Linked DNA regions of Gasterosteus aculeatus: region 2 is linked to region 1. Evidence: chromatin contacts called from public Hi-C data. All regions are on one chromosome and are shown on one strand. The core of a region is the stretch at or near the end of the contact, and the rest is flanking DNA. Distances in the headings are between cores, read along the strand shown.

What was found. A called contact is a pair of places that touch in the nucleus more often than the background predicts.
Region 2: a Hi-C map of skeletal muscle shows a contact between it and region 1, with 4 times the contacts expected there. The contact joins the promoter of ifrd1 here to the enhancer-like site in region 1. A contact is called at or near these places in 5 of 6 Hi-C or Micro-C datasets (liver, skeletal muscle, tail fin and 1 more).

What each region holds. Positions count from the first base shown.
Region 1 is chr4:28,226,594-28,229,293 of fGasAcu3.hap1.1, forward strand. It overlaps dock4b (dedicator of cytokinesis 4b), which reads right to left. Exons shown (of 51, transcript XM_078101779.1): 16 at 2,338-2,444; 17 at 860-1,013; 18 at 1-12. Among protein-coding and RNA genes, the nearest start is that of dock4b, 48 kb to the right of the region's middle. Within about 2 kb of position 1,433, at least 1 of the 9 cell types and tissues checked has open chromatin away from gene starts, as enhancers often do.
Region 2 is chr4:28,294,070-28,296,769 of fGasAcu3.hap1.1, forward strand. It overlaps ifrd1 (interferon-related developmental regulator 1), which reads left to right and starts at 1,292. Exons shown (of 12, transcript XM_040174694.2): 1 at 1,292-1,569. The coding sequence starts at 1,533.

The DNA.
Region 1 (2,700 bases), core at 183-2,682:
CCAACATGTCTCCTGAGAAAGACAAAAAGGGAGTTAAGAAGAATTTTAAGTGACGGAAACGCATGAAAACAGCGGCAGTGAGGAGCACACGAGGTCGAGACACGCCTCGTGTTTGCTTGTGAAGAAGCGCATCATGAGAGCGACGTGATCACAAAGCTTCACCACACCCTTCAATTACAGCACGAAACCTCCACAGGATCCAAACAAATGATGACATTTTCAAGTGCGGCAGGATTAAGGAGATAAAAAGTCATTTTCGTGAGCCGGAGTCCCCAGACATGAATAAAACATACGCCTCGAGAAGAAATTCTTTCAGCGGTCTCCTCAGATCCCGTTCAAGTGTTTCTTTTTGAAACTTGGGCACGTTTAGGAGTGTATTTTGTAATCAAACACTCTGCAATACTTCTGAAATTAGTTCACAAATAAAATGAAATGCATGCAGGAAATTAACAGCTTGTTGCAAGCAAATAGTGCCTGAAGCTTTTCTCTTCATATATTCTACTCTCTACTTAATGGGGGTGTAAGATGACTTATCATTTATGGAATGTCGCCCCTGCTGCACACCTTAGATATTGTTGGCCTATTGTTTGCTGCACTACAAACGAGGGCAGACACTATCGGTGAGAAGCTCCTTCGACTGAAAAAAGACAATTCCCACTTTGAAAGGAGAGATTTATTTGTTCATTAGTGAGTAGTGTGAACAGCGGGCCACTCCTCACCGCCCCTCCTTGCATATTCACATTTTTTTTCCCCCACACATTCACATAGTTGCCATGGAACTGACGAGAGCATACCAGCGTCACAGCCAGCAGGTCAGTTGCCCCCCCCCACCCCGACCCCCCTAAAGAAAAATGTTTACCGTTCTGTGTGAGCTTGGTGGAGCAGAGAAAGCTGGTGATCCAGAAGGACTCCTTGGCGCCTTTCAGAGTTTGGTTGTTGGACGGGAGGTTGGCCTTGGAGAACGGCAGCTTCAAGTAGCGCGGACACTCTGCCAAGCTGGTATTCTCCTCGCACTGGCAACAGAGAAAGGAGGAAGAGTCCAGCTTTCTGTCAACTCGGGAACGGATGAAGGGCATACCGGACGTTAAGGGCAATGCGTTCACTGTTTTAGTAACAATACGTCCACGCATTTGGATTTTGTGAGAGTAGACATCCAAGTTATTGCACATGATCAATCACAGAGCACCACCGTTATTTTGGTTTTGTTATTTTTAATGCCCACAGCTGAGGCCGTTTGAGCTCCAAAGGCTACCACACAAGTTTGGACCGATTCTTCTGTGTCTATTTTGGGTCCGGGGAGAAACTGGGCCATGCCAGTTTCATTGAGCTTTTCAGCAACTTCCATCTGGCATCAGAACAACCCCCCCCTCCCTCCCTCCCTCCTTCTACTCCCTCTGAACAGTGGGAACGAACAGGACCACTAGAGTTGTCCTCTAAAACTGGCCGCCTCAGGTTAGAGGCTTTTGCTGGGACTGATACTGACAGGACAAGACGACAACAGGAAGGAGGAGTTTTTGTTTTTTTTAGAGCCAGCAGCAGTATAAATAATCAGGCTCTTGGTCACTGTTCTGCCTCACTGCCAATAAAATGTATGAATGCGCTCGATGCTTTTTTCTGTCCTGCGCGAAGCCTGAGGTTTATGCACACACCCTTCGCCTGCAGCTGAGGAAAACCATGCAGTCTGCAATTATTCTGAATTACAGCCAAGACGGTCTTGCAGTAGCTTTTAACCGGGGATGCTGGCCATTTCATTTGCTTCAGCCGCTTGATGTCTCAAAACCAAAAACGTGCGGAAAAAGACAAGATGGAGCGTCTTGATGTCTAGAAAAAGGTTAGGTCTTGTTAAATAAAGAGATAGTTACTCACATGAAACGTGTACCCGCTCAACTATCCTTGACACGTACATTATCGCTTCCAATCAACCCCCCCACAGCTTGAAAAATGTTATGCAAGTGGACATGACTCATGGGCCACTCGGCATGTGATGGGAGTTATGCAAGCTGTTGTTCAGCCCATCCAGGTACTAAACAGTGTGATGACAGAACCCATGATTCACATAATCATATACGGCACGCGGCGCCATTCTGAATGACCTAGGCGACACCAGTGTGGTTAAAGCTGCAATTTACGAGCAGAGAGAATGACCATAACCTTGCTTTCTTTCATATTCCTTTAAATATGACTCAAATCATTTGGATGGTTACACACCGATGTGAATACTTCTGTAGCACAATGTCTGTGTTGAATACAAAAAAAACACATCCTGGAAAGCACACAGTAAAATCAATTTCCACGTTGTTCGGTCGAAATCTTTTTGTGGTGTTGATTTGGTTTTACCTTGTGGATAATGAGCTCATGGGTGCCATCTGGCAGAGTCCTGCCGTCCTCCTGCATCAGAGGAACAAAGGAGTAGCCGAACAGTTTCTTCTCTCCCTTGTCTTTAGCTGTCAAACAACAACACATGGACACGGCCTTGAGTCCAAGATACACAAGCACAGACTGGCAAGGAAATAGAAGAAACACGGAGCGGTGTTATGAAACCAGTTTTTTTCAGGTTATGCAATGGAAGTGAACAAGTTGAGCCTTCGGTGCACGCGTTCTACTCGACGTAAACATTACACCTGGGACTTTAGGGTGCACGGAACACACTGTCAGTACACAACGAACGAGCAAACAAGTTAGTCTGTGAGGGCCTCTCTG
Region 2 (2,700 bases), core at 42-2,541, 67 kb after region 1:
GTCATCACAGGAGCTTATATTAACTCTAATATAAAAGTCTATAATGCAATTTATTTCTGTAGCAGAAGACTAATGATTGCGTCAGTCCTCTAATCACAGCATCCGTTGTAGATGCACACAACGGCACCAACTGCATCATAGGCCCCAATCATCACTGTGACGATTGCATTACAGAAGTAGATGATTGAATCACCTTCATAGTAGAGGAAAAGTATCACACAAGGCTATGAGTCGCAGCAGAGAGCCCTGCTGCAATCTACTCCATGCATATTTCATAGATTGTATTAGAGATCCCAACATGTAATTATGTCCAAGCAAAGCCTGACAAATAAAGGTAATAGACTGGCTTTCATATACAAAAGATCTTTAAAAAATGTTGCTGTATGCTTGAATATTATAAAAAGCCCCATTGATCAACATAAAATATACAAGTTGTAAGTTGTGCAATAGAAATAGTGCAAAGAAATAAATTCTTATTGAATAGACATTCGCTCTGTTATGTATTATTAATAAAGATGTCTTTACAATGCTTAAATGATAATCTATCATCTAATCATCGGCAGCAGTGGATATTTCGGCCTTAGTGTTGACTTAAGTGTTCATCAGTGCAATGACTAGCAGGAAAAAAGAATAATCTGTTGCAAACAAACTTATTTATAATATATATATATATATATATTATTATATATACTATTTTTTTGTTACTATTATATAATATTTACTGAAGCAACTGAACAACTTTGTTGTATTTTCTGAACAACAATGTACTGTATCTGAGTATTGTAACTGAGATAGCTTACATAGTAATGGAGTAGGCCTCAGAAGTTGGCCTCGGAAATGTATCAAAAAAGAAAGTTACTGTTACTTTTTACCATTGATTACAGCCTGCAATTATAGCACAAAAGCTATTGTAACATCAGTTCGAGAGGCTGCACATCCCGACCACCACCACATTGTAATATATGATCCATCCATCCATCCAACCATCTGCAACCACTTATCCTTCACACAGGTGGGTGGGCAGGAGTCTATCCCTGCCAACTTCGGGACACCTTGGATTGGTCGCCACACATACAACCATTCACAGTCACATTCACACACCTACGGCCAATTTATAGTCACCAACCAACCGGATCCCCAGTGCATGTCCCCAAAAAATCTAATTTAGACAGCTTCATGCTACGACTAAAACCGTAATCAGATCCACACTTCACTAAGATAACCAAATGCGCATTGTGTCCACGTTTCTGTTACACGCATCACGTGCAACAATTCTATTCCCGGATTGGTCAGAGATGCCGGAAACCTCCTCGTGACATGTCAGCCGATATAAATACTTGGAGCCGCCCTCTTCGTACTCAGCCCTGTTTTATGAGGGAAAATGTATCGTCTCAGCCAGCAGTTTATCTCCGAGATCGCCTTTAATTCCTTTCTATCCGCCGTGCCACGGGAATATTTACATTTTACGAGACAACATAGTAAAAGCTGGTCGTGTATTGGCTGATTATTGATCAAACTTAACATTTATCTGCATGAAAATGCCGAGAACCAAGAAGAAGAATGGCCGGGGTAAGTAAGCGAGCGGCCGCATTGCATTGGCCCTGCGTGTTGGCTCAAGGTAGTTGTAGTTCTCTTCGTGTTTTCACTTCGTTGAGTGGAGGTGAACGTGTTCATAGTCAGGACTACAGATATCCGAGGCTCGCTTACGTCACAATGCAAAGCTAGCTATCCGTGGTCAGACAATGCATCGCTTTTTACAAAAAGAAGGTGCCATCATACGACTGTATTACTTATATTTAATGACACACTGGTTTAATGATAATAAAGTGGTATAACCTCACTTCACATGAGCCCTTCATTATCGGCATATGCTACAAGCTAATGTCTGCTAGCGCAAGCTAATGTCCACTTCCATCTAACGTTAGCTGCTTTATTTGGAAGGAACATTTTTAAATAACACACGTGCTCCTTTTGACAACTTGCTTTTTTTCGGATGTGATTGTTGCCTCATAGACAAACGAATAACTCCCTGTAACGTTAAGTCTCCAAGGCATGTATTATGTTAAGTTAGCTTAAGTAAGGTCGTCTCGTCTGAAGATTAACCTCAATTAATCTTTGGCTGAATTTGTGACGTTTAACTAGCACAGACGGCAGATAACCCTTTGCCTAATTTGTTATTACTGTTTAGCGACACAAGGCGGACATTTTGGCCTCAGGGGAGCAGATTGGTAAAGAGGCAGCGCCCGGTTCCCAGAAATCAGCTGTGGTGTGTAGAGAGTCCACGTGAACAACAGAAATAGCCTCCATTAGGGGGCTAAAATGGCCCTTTAGAAACAGCCCAGGATTCCTTCCTAGTGCCTCCATCGTGATCGGAGGTACTACAGTGCTCTTTTTTTTTTTCATGGATGGGACTTCTTTTAAGAGCTGTTCTTGCAGTGATGCGCTTTACCAGCATGTCTTCCAGAGGTTAATTCGGGTCATTCAGAAGAGACGGACGCCTGCTGAATCTGTGACTGTGGAAGCAATACCTCCCACAGGCTTGTTTTTCTGTGCATGGTGTCTAACAACTAATGCAATCAAAGCTTTTTAGTTTTGAAAAATGAACAGACTGGTTCACAGCTGGGGATCAGACTCTTTTAAAATATTAAGCACAGGCTGGCAACAGTGCACGTATTGAGTGCCTTTGCGTTTTTCTGCGTG